Regions from separate parts of the Zea mays genome. Here all the other regions are linked to region 3. A link is a contact called in public Hi-C data. All regions are on one chromosome and are shown on one strand. Each heading gives the region's core, a stretch centred on a gene start, on an enhancer-like site or on the middle of the called end of the contact. The rest is flanking DNA. Distances are from core to core; before and after follow the strand shown.

The links. Hi-C and Micro-C count contacts between places; a contact is called where the count stands out from the background.
Region 1: a Hi-C map of endosperm shows a contact between it and region 3, with 1.8 times the contacts expected there. The contact joins the enhancer-like site here to the promoter of LOC100281709 in region 3. A contact is called at or near these places in 7 of 25 Hi-C or Micro-C datasets (bundle sheath, ear, endosperm and 3 more).
Region 2: a Hi-C map of leaf shows a contact between it and region 3, with 5 times the contacts expected there. The contact joins the promoter of LOC103636131 here to the promoter of LOC100281709 in region 3. A contact is called at or near these places in 2 of 25 Hi-C or Micro-C datasets (leaf and leaf mesophyll).

What each region holds. Positions count from the first base shown.
Region 1 is chr8:151,322,000-151,325,655 of Zm-B73-REFERENCE-NAM-5.0, forward strand. It overlaps LOC103637390, which reads left to right. Exons shown (of 21, transcript XM_020542492.2): 12 at 3,289-3,619. Among protein-coding and RNA genes, the nearest start is that of LOC103637390, 14 kb to the left of the region's middle. Within about 2 kb of position 2,077, at least 2 of the 20 cell types and tissues checked have an H3K27ac peak or open chromatin away from gene starts, as enhancers often do. A contact at or near this core is called in endosperm, where this site is marked.
Region 2 is chr8:151,607,298-151,610,927 of Zm-B73-REFERENCE-NAM-5.0, forward strand. It overlaps LOC103636131 (zinc finger CCCH domain-containing protein 13), which reads right to left and starts at 2,304. Exons shown (of 5, transcript XM_008658490.3): 1 at 1,076-2,304; 2 at 1-485. The coding sequence starts at 1,931.
Region 3 is chr8:151,467,716-151,471,671 of Zm-B73-REFERENCE-NAM-5.0, forward strand. LOC100281709 (CTP synthase) reads left to right here and starts at 2,085. Exons shown (of 21, transcript NM_001154629.2): 1 at 2,085-2,350; 2 at 3,699-3,778. The coding sequence starts at 2,233.

The sequences.
Region 1 (3,656 bases), core at 827-3,326, 150 kb before region 3:
GACATACCCCTAGATACTGGCAGTACACCTTCAAAGATCCCATCAACATAAGAAATACCCATGGTGGGTCCAACTGGTGCTAGCCTTACATCATTGGAGACCTGCAGCTCGGAGAGCAAGCCCCCGAGGCGGCAGGTCCCAGGGCCCTACAGGTCTGGGACTCTCACGTCGAGCCTCCTAACTCTCCAAAACACCTCAAGGCAGGAAGACACTAGACAGTATGGCCTTGGTGCTGCATGATGACCATAGGCAGGATGGCCCCGGTGCTACGTGTCGGGCTGTCGGCCACACAGTGCCTGGCGATTGAGATGAGGCACCATCGATCACATTTAATGCGATGTACAATATTGTGGTCAAAGGGCATCAATGCAGTCATGACTGTGGTGCAGGCGACCTGGCCCTGTTTGTTTCAGCTTTTTTCAGCTTCTGGCCACCAGAAGCTGCTGCAGACTGCCAAATGCCCAGCTTTTCAGCCCGCTTTTATGAGAATCACTTTAGTTAAAACCGTCTCAAATCAACGTGAACACATAATCGGCTGAGTCGTTGCAATAGTAGGAAACCGTCACTTTCTACATCCTAAACCCTATGGACTGTCTTTCCTCCGTACGTAATTTCCACGATACTCAGATTCTCAGAAAAGCTCCTTAGAAAAAAGCTGAACCAAACAGGCCGCCACTATGCAGGACATGCATGTGCAACTACCATGGTGATTGTTTTAAAGGCATCGCCTAGGCAACACCTAGGCGTCCAGGCGCCAAAATTGTCTGCGCTTAGGTGCCGCCTTGCTTCAGGGGCTTATGGCGTGCGCCTTGGCTCACTAGGTTTCTGGTGAGCTTCTTCAACGATAATGGCAACCCCAGATACTTACAGGTGAAGGTAGACAGATCACATGGAAGCTGTTCTTGAAGGACTTCTATTTCTTGCTCACCACAGCAAATCGAATAGACACTGCTTTTGTGCACATTATTTTTCGAGCCTAAGGCCTCCCCAAAAAGATGCAGGATGCCAAGAACCACCTGGATGTCACTTTCCCTAGGAATCTAGGATAGAGGAAGAGCACAACATCATCCGCATAAAGGAAGATTCTGTACTGCAGCACTCTCGTAGATAAGGGCTGCAACACCCCCTCTTCAGCTTTGGAAATCATGCCACCGAGCACATCCATGACCAAGATAAAGAGCATTGGAGACAATGGATCCCCTTGTCTTAACCCCATTTTATGAAGGATGATCTTTTCTGGAACTCCATTCAAGAGGACCTTAGTGGAAGAACCCAACATACCACTAATAATATCACGCCAAATTTGCTCAAAGTCTAATACTTGCAGCACTTCCAACAAGGCCAAGAAACTGAATCAAGGGCCTTTGTGATATCTAACTTAAGAAGCATTCTTGGTCTTTTTTGTTGATGAAGCAACCGGGCTGTTTGCTGAACAAGCATGAAATCATCCTGAATACACCGACCTTGGTTGAAAGCACTTTGCTTTGGAGAAACAATAGTCTGTAATTTACCAGTCAGCCTATTGGCTAGCAGCCTAGCACCTTGGTGATCAACTTGGCAAAGCTATGAACTAAACTGATAGGACGAAAGTCCTTAACCTCCTCCGCACCTTCCTTTTTAGGGATAAGGGTTACATAGGCTGTGTTTAGACAACCAAAGCTGTCAAATTTCCTGCTCCAAACAGCTAAAACAGCTGCCATTACCTCACCCTTGATAATAGGCCAGCACACATTTAAGCCACTCCTCAAGAGGCGTCATGACCCTCATGTCTTGAGCAATTTCTATTTGGTTAAGGACCTCCCTAGCTAAGGCAAGATGAGAGGACAGATGACCAACCTTCTTATCACTCCACCCCTAGACACTATTTCAGATTTGCTATTGTGCTATTTTATATTTTGTGACTTGTTTGTGAGATGAGAGTGTTCAAAACTTGCTATTATGCCATTAGAGACTACTTTGTGGCTATTTCAGATCTACTATTGTGATGATTTATATTCTATGACCTGCTGATTTTACTTCCTTATTATGCAGTTCATAGCTGCAGTATATATTGGTTGGCTTCTATGGCATTGCCTAGGCGATCGCCAGGCGGTGGCTGAGCGCCTAGTTCCGCCTTACCGCCTTTAAACCATGGCCATGGTAGCCACACCTGCGATTGCAGACATACCCAAATGTATTATAAAGTATAAGCTGCTACACTGTCTACCAACTACGCTATATTCAATGGTGTGACCACTGACCACTACAGTCTACAGCATATGACATGCTTGATACTTTGACTTTGACACGACCAAGACGTGCTCCACATATGGCTCTGCAACTACGACAAGTTAGGAATAGTTGGACCTCTGCTGGGCAGGGCTCACCATTAACATAGAGATGTAGAACTGTCCTCTCATGTGCTATATAAGAGAGGAGTTGAGCAATATATAAAGGGGTTTAGAAGGTCCAATAAGGACACAAGTCGAGAGACCTGAGGTCCAGAGATCTAGGATCAATCACAGTATCTAGTGGTCATGCCCTTCTTCTAGGTCGGACTCGGAGGAAAAAAGGTTGGACTGGGATCTGGCTGTTACTCCAGACTTTTTTTAGATTTTTGGCACTTTAGACTACAACTTTCACCAGAACCAAGGTGGTGGTGGTGGTGGTGTGTGTGTGTGTGTGGGGGGGGGGGGGGTAGTTAGTCATCTAGCTTAGACAATGTATGATCATGTAATATTTGCCTCCGCTTTTATCAATTCATCCACCACAGAGAGAACGTAGGGTATTAGGCTTGCGTGGTCCGAACCTCTATATTTTTTGTGTGCTTCTAGCCATGTCAGCACTCTGAGCCTCCAGTCTACATCCTTCTCTCTATAACTCTACAAATTTCTCTGGTATGCTTACACCTTGGTGTCATACTGATGACAGACACCTTCCTAGTCAGTGCTGGTTATGCTTAATAGTTAATACTTTAATCTTCTTTGCATTTACTGTAGTGCTGTTGGAAAATTTCTGAGTTCTTGTTTCCTAAATTGATCTCGAGCCTGTTTTCTGAAAAGAAAATGGTTACCCTAGAACACACATGAGGTCCCTGGTTTAGTTGGATACTTTTTTTGTTTACTACTTGTTATAGTCTGCTGATCATATCTTGAAAAACCTGTGAATACGTAGTCACAAAACCTATTAGTCTGGTTTGTTGGCTGGTTCAGTTTTTCAATATCCTATTGCTTACATACCTGTAGACATTTTAGCTACAGATTTTAAAAAAATAATTTTCTAATTATTAGTGTTATACTTTCATTTCAGGTATGTTGCAATTGTATGGCCAGATATTCCCTCTTTTGCTGTGTGCAAAGCAAGTGATTGGTCAGTTGTTGATTCAGGCACAGGGAAGCTTTTTGCCTGGGACACCTGTCGAGACAGATATGCTTTAGTAGAGAGTGCATTGGCCCCAAGAATGCCACTTGTTGTGAAAGGTGGTTCTTCTAAAAAGGCAAAAGAAGCAGCAGCAGCTGCAGCTCAAGCAGCAGCTGCTGCAGCTAGTGCTGCTTCTGCCGCCACAGTGCAAGTGCGTATCTTATTAGATGATGGAACAGCACATGTTCTGCAGAGATCGATTGATGGTCGTAGTGAACCGGTCAGTAATTATCGCTCGTCTTCGTCTCCCCTTTTTG
Region 2 (3,630 bases), core at 1,054-3,553, 140 kb after region 3:
ATGCACACGTTGATCACGTGTGCTTGGAGGCTTTAAATCATATTGGTCATCATTTTCCTCAGGAGGTCGTTTTTTCCCTCTACTTTCCTTGTACCTATTGTTGTAATCCTCATAATGATCAACATCTTGAACTGCATCCTTTCTGTAATGGCTCTCTGAGCTTCTGCGTCCATCTTTAGCACTCTTATATTCAGCTCTATCACTTTCATGACTACGGGCCACTCGCTCATTAGAAAACTTGTCGTCATGTTGCCTCTTATCCCTTACGTAATCATCCTTGTACTTTTCCTTATACTTGTCGTCATCAAACCTTTGTTCCTTAGAGCTCCTAGATTTACCATGTTCATATCTGGACAGGGTCTTTCTGTCATCACTGTCTCTATTGTCAGTGGACCACTTATCTGTATCTTCAGAATCATCTTTTCTTCGGCTGTGTTTTTCAGCTTGCATATCAGGATTATTGTACTTCTCTTTCGCTGAAATTTCTGCCTCAAAAAGTAGTAGTTTAGAAGGCAATATCAGCAAAAGAAAAGAAAAGAAAAGAAAACAACCCAAAAACATATAATAAAACTCAAATAAGTAGTGTTCAGGTAAAACAAGTACATAGGTAAAAACAGTTCGGCATAGAGCAAAATAGCTCTTTCAAGTATACTATCCATCTGCTTCACTGAGATAGGCCCAGGAGGCCAGGACTATCAAGGCAATAGATCAGAACAAGAAATATGGTTTCAATTTTCATATAAATTTGCAACAAGATACCATGCTGTAAGCTATATATAATAAGCATAACAGAGTTTAATGTAGCAAAGGGAAACATGGATATTAAATCGTTCAGTGTGATAGAAAACAACGCAAAAGTAGGAAAACTATGAACTCCACAGGTTACAACCATTTCCAGCACATTTATTAATATATGCTAGAACTATTTAAAATAATGATAGCATCATGCAAAACTCTAAATGAAATCAGGATAAGAAAACTGTAACACATTGCAGTAGGAACATGACGTATAATCGTACATAGAGCAGGAATGCTATTGGTATTGTTGAGAACATGTAGAAAATGGGCTACTCACCATTGACATCTGTATCTCTCCTATATGAGTAGGCCTCCTGTTCCGTCCTACTCATCTTCAAGCCACTCTTCCTGCTCCCGCCATCCTCATACCTCTCGTGCTTGGAATCATGATCTTTCTTGTCCCACTCCCGCTCCTTCTGCCTATCACGCTCCCTCTCATGCTCCCTGTCCCGCTCTCGGTCCCTATCTTTCTCACGCTCCCGTTCTCTCTCCCTCTCCTTCTCTCGTGCTCTTTCCTTCTCACGCTCTCTATCCCTACTCCTTCCCCTATCTCGCTCCTTCTGCCGCTCCCATTCTTCCCCCCTTTCCCTTTCGTTCTCCCTATCTCTGTTATCCTTATAATGCCCGGTACTCTCCTTCCTCCCCACATCCTTCTGTTTCTCTGACCTCCGTTTCCCAGAGTCACTCTTAGACAGAACCTCCTCAGCCCTGTCATCCACAGCCACTGCTCGTCTGCTTGACCTCTTGGACTCATCCCCTGATCCCCTGGACCTGTCGGCCAGCTTCTCCACTTCAGCATGCCCAAAGGTCTCGCTCTTGGACCTCTTGTCGACCAGGTGATCGTCACAGACGCCACTGTTCCACCGGTCGCTGACCACATCAACCACGGCCTCCTCAACCCTCTCCTTCCTCTTCTTCCCGTGCTCAGCGTACCCGTTCCCTGATCTCACGGCCTCCTGTCCCGAGGACGAGCGGCGCCTCTCAGGCTCGGGATCTCTGGAAACCCTAGCCGCCGCGGCCTCCTCGCGCGCGCCGGCGACCGGAGCCGACTCCTCGCCATCTGACTCCGACCGGTCAGCGGACCCTCCTCGCCTGTGGGACCGGTGCGACCTGTGACGCGAGCTCCGAGGCATGGCGGGCCAACCCTAACTGAAAAACTACCAGCCCAGATGCGGAAGCTGGCGACGCGGGGCCCTTGAAGCCCTAGGGCGCGCGCGGATCTAGACAGACGTGGCGGCGGGGAGAGGGGACCGCGAGCGCGCTGGGGTACGGCGGCTAGGGTTTTGGTGGGGTGCGAGAACGGAGGGGAGGCGGTGGCGGCCGGGGATGAGAGACGACGAGTTCGTGGGTGGAGAAAATGGGGAAGGAAAATTGTTGGTTGATTTTCCGGCTTTGGATTTGGAGGGTTGCCGGGACGGGTTTAGTTGGGATTTGGTCCCGGCCTGGTGGTGGTTTGCTTCGCTGCGGTGCGGTGCGGCGCGGCCGAAGGGGCGCGCGGCCGGATTGGGCACGAGAGAAAGGAGTCGAGGCGCGCCGACGCGGGTGTCTTTCGGGCTGCGTTGAGCAGGTTCCAATTTTGGAAGGGAGTTCACCTCCTCCAAATTCAAGTGTCAAAATCAAATATGTAACGCAGGATGAGAATAGACTAATGGAATGTTTGTTTCATTTACTAATGATTAGTCGATGTTTGAATATAAATTATGAATATTAAATACGGTATAATTATAAAAATAGTTACGCAGATGAATAACACAAACGACGAGTCGAATTTATTAAGTCTAATTAATTTATAATTAAAAAATATTTAATATAGCATTACAGAATTTATTAAGTCTAATTAATTTATAATTAAAAAATATTTAATGTAGCATTACATTAGCGAATCGTGCAAATTTGTCTTAATGTTTAGTTATTATCTGTGTAATTAGTTTTATAATAATTAGATTATATTTAATATTTCTAACTAGTATTAAATATCTGATGTGATGGGACAGGTATTTAGTCAGGTGAATCTAAATGGGCCCTAAATGATCCTATTACATACACTTTGAGTCATGTCCCAATCTGCGATCTTTTTTGGACCTCGGCATATGTTTTACAAATTCTCATCTCGTTTGGTTCTTTCGTTCAAGAGGTTTGAAGCGCCCTAATCCTCTGGGACTCAAATATGATATAATTACTAGTTCTATGAGGTTAGTAAACACATTTATACATCAGATGATTCCAGATCTGCTTAAACGAGACAGACCTATAAAGGTGGCGATCAACTTTAAGAGTTGGTCCACAACTCGGGACATATCATCAGAGTGGGGCTGAAGCAGCCCGATATACGCAGTGAAGCAAATTAGCGGTCTAACAGCCACGGGCAAGGTTGGAACAGGCGTAACTCTTACCCGATCAGCGATTTCTTTCTCTGAAAAACAACAAATAAGCAAGGGTGAGTCACTACCGGAAACGGGCGCTTTGCCGAGTGCCCGAAGCACTCGGCAAAGCCTTAAAAACACTCGGCAACGTCTTTGCCGAGTGTGACACTCGGCAAAGAAGGCTCGGCAAACAGTGCATCGGCAAAGTCTTTTTTGTCGAGTACTTTTTCTCGGGCACTCGGCAAAGAAAAGCGGCCGTTACGGTGACGGGTGACGGAGACGGTGTCTTTGCCGAGTGTCTTTCCAGAAGCACTCGACAAAGAATATATCTTTGCCGAGTGCCCTCTAGGACACTCGGCAAAGAGCCCGCCAGGGAGGGTCCCCATGTCAGGCTATTTGCCGAGTGCTCTGTGCGGCACTCGGCAAAGCCGGCCTCTTTGCTGAGTGCCAGAGACATAACACTCGGCAA
Region 3 (3,956 bases), core at 835-3,334:
TGGATTACTCCTCCATGCGCCTAGGGGTCCCTTTTATAGCCCCAAGGCAGCTAGGAGCCGTTGGAGGCATTCTTGGAAGGCAATTCTTGCCTTCTGTCGTGTGGCGCACCGGACAGTCCGATGCACCACCGGACATCCACTGTTCATTGTCCGGTGCAGATCTCCTTCCTAAAATGGCACAGCCGACTGTTGCAGAATTGTAGCCGTTGGCGCACCGGACACTGTCTGGTGCACACCAGACAGTCCGGTGCCCCCAGCCGACCGTTGGCTGGGGCCACGCTTCGCGCGCGGATTGCGCGGCCGACCGTTGCGCTGGCGGCCTTTGGCTCACCGGACAGTCCGGTGCACCACCGGACAGAACGGTGAATTATAGTCGTACGCCGCTGGAGAATTCCCGAGAGTGGCCAGTTCGCTGGAGCTGGCCTGGCGCACCGGACACTGTCCAGTGCACCACCGGACAGTCCGGTGTGCCAGACCGAGCAGAGTCTTGGCTGCTTCCAGCCAACTCCTTTTCCCTTTCTCTTTTCTCTGATTCTAGCACTTAGACAAATATATTAGTACACAAAAACCAATGTACTAAGTCTAGAATCATACCTTCTTGTTGATTTGCACTTCATTCTTCATTTGGCACATAATTACTCACTCGATATGTGTTGGGCACTTAATCACCAAAATATACTAGAAATGGCCTAAGGGCACATTTCCCTTTCACTATTGGCCAAACTACCTGAGCACTGGGTCCAATGTGAGTAGGATCGCTTAGCCACGCTTCATAATTGGAAAACGGCACCATGGAAGATGGATCACCCCTTCTTTTTGCGCCAAAGATCTTACCATTTTCGAAGGAACTGGGGCTACATTACTTTTCAATTTCTATTCAAGAGTTTCTATCTGTTTCCACGCCCTTTTTGAGACCTCAAAACATGGCCTTTTTGAGACCTTGAAACATGAAATGGAAAAATTCCGTCTCTTAGAAACAAATACAAGAAAAAGGCTAATGGTTAACTAATTTATAAATTTCATAGTAATAGAAATCCATGTCCTACCAAGACAAAATTTTGAACTTGTTATTCTCTTTATTAATAGGCAAAGATTGACCTCTGTAGAAAGACTAATTCATTTGGATCGATACGAGGAGCCAACTCCGTGGCGTTGCCAGAATCCATGTTCCATATAAGTCATTCACAATTTCACATCATCGGAACACTGGCATATACAATTATAGCATATATCTATTTAATCTAGGTCACCCACTAACATGTGCATTAATATTTTTACACATATCTCTCAAGGAGGGAGGATAGAGTCTTTTATAGATGGACGAGACTAATAGTCAACTCAAACAGACGAATTAATCTACAAATAAATTATATTATTATCCTAGTGCCGAATGAAATTAATAGTTACTAGTAATTAACAATGGCATAGACTTTACATCGTTGATCATATATACATCACATATCATATTATATCAGATCGGCACGACACGCCTCGCGTGACCGACGCGTGGCATGTGGCTCCACCTTCTTTATTTTCAATCTCAATATACCACTGAAAATATTATTTAGATTGATTATCCTTTCTTTCGGTTAGCAATGTAGGATTAATGTCTCAATGACACTAGTATCTCCCATGGGCATTAGAGTTCATTAGACCTAAAAGTCTTTATATTACAACATCTATATGAATATGATTTATATCTATATGATCTATATTCTTTATATCTTATAATTCTAAACCTTGGATTTATATTGATAGATAGGACATTCATATCAGCGGAACACTTGCGTATACAATTATAACACATATCTATCTACGTCATCCACTAGCACATGCATTTATTTATATTTATACACGTGTACAATCCATGTCACTAGAATTTACTCATGATCCATGCTGCAGCGCGCGTGATATGCTTCCGGTAATAAAATAGACGAAACATATTCTCCAAGAAAAAAAAATTAGGAGAGTCCTCCTGGCATATGTAGATTTTAATCCCAACAACCAGCACCTTGAAGACAACTGAGGTTCTATTTAACCCCCTCGTCTCCCCCGCTCATTCCAGCCTAAAAACTTGCCCAGAGCGCCTGAACCTGCCTCCGCTCCACTCTTGCCCCCCCCCTGGCACCACACTAGCCTAGTGAGTAGTGCAGCAGTCTTGCTCGGTTGCTCCTACCTGTCCTGCACAGCACAGGAGCAGAGCCCAGGACCGTCGGCAAAAGGGGAGCGGCCATGAAGTACGTGCTGGTGACCGGAGGGGTGGTGAGCGGCCTCGGCAAGGGCGTGACGGCCAGCAGCATCGGCGTCGTGCTCAAGGCCTGCGGCCTCCGCGTCACCACCATCAAGATCGGTAGCCATTCCTTCCTCCCCGCCGCTCGCTTCCTTCCTTCCTGACGATTTCTTTTCCTTTTGAGCGGGCGGCTTTGGCGTTTCCGCGCGAAAAGGAAAAAATGCCTCCGGCGTAGAATCCGGAAAAAAAGGGCGGATTTTTCGATGGAAAGGCTGGGATTTTAAACCGGGTCCGAGTGATCTCGTTGTGTTGCGCCGTTTGCTGGCTGGGTTAGCCTCGGTCTGAGCCCAGAGCCCAGGCCCGAACGCTTCCCTTTTTTTCTTGTCGTTTCGGCTGTGCAACAAGCGCTGTTGGGGGGCAAAGGAAGCAGCATTTTCGGGATGCCGCGGAGCTGTCTGGGCGGGGTGTGCGATGGCCGCGTGGCAACCCCTCGTCTGAATGCGCTTGGTTGCTTGTTCGTGGCCGGCCCGAGATAAAATGCGCTCTTTGGTCCAACTGCCAAACGAACGTTTTCCCTGCTGCAATGGCTGATATTATTCCTCACTCAAAACGGCCTTGAAATGAAATTCCTTGAACCAAATATACTGTCAAATGAGAGATTCAGATTCCTACTGTCAAGTCTGTTCGAAGCTTTTGCTCTTCCTGTTTTGAGAGTGCAGGAAACTTTTGCTCATTGCTGTTGTTTTAGCCCTGTAGCCTTGGCCTTGTTACTCCTGTACATATATGAGCTTTAGCGTGCAGTGAGATCCAATTTTACGTCAAAAAAGAAAAAAAAACAGTGAGCCGTGACACCATGTTTTCGGTGGTTAAGAGTTTGTTCTGTTGGATGCTTTTGTCTGTTCTTTTGGCAAATCAAGTGTTTAACAACATTCGGAGTCTCAACTAGGTGTCACGATCCTAGTTCCTTCAAAGAGACGGAATCCCCAGTGGTTTAGGTCAATTTTGTCACCCCAACCATTAAATCTCTTTTGACGTACGTTTCCTGAAGGAATAGTACCCATTTTGCTCCATTTGATGAGTGTGCAAGTACGGATTTCCAAAGTGGTTGGGAGTTTTTTTTTGCTCGGTCCTAGTTGGTTCAAGAACTTAGTTGTAAGGGTTCTGTCTGTACTGAAAGTTGGTGAAGGGTTTAAGAAACAATTTAGGCACTGTTTGGAAGCACACAGTTTTTAAGAAGCTGGTTTATAGAAATTGAGGTGGTTCCAAACTTACCAGTTTATGACTCAGTTTATAGAAATTAGATTCTCACTTTCTTAAAAACCAAAAAGCTGTCCTCTCCTATCTAAAAGATAAAAACTGGTTTCTTCAAAACTAGGATGCTTCCAAACAGGGTCTTAGTTTTGTTAGTTATGGTCACCTGCTGTCTGTAGTTTTCTTATGGCTGTTCATTTGTGACTCCCCTCTGTAGATCCATACCTCAACACTGATGCTGGAACCATGTCTCCATTCGAGCATGGAGAGGTGTTTGTTTTGGACGATGGTGGAGAGGTAACTAGATAGCTACACGCTGGTCCTGCATATCCTTCTGTCTGCCTCTCTTCAACAGGAAAAAAAAACACTTGTTGGTAGCATCATCGATGACCTATCCACTGAGATCGACTTCAGTAGCTCTCCTATAATGGGTACTGTGTGGATATATCTTTCCGGCTAATGGGTCCTTCCCTTT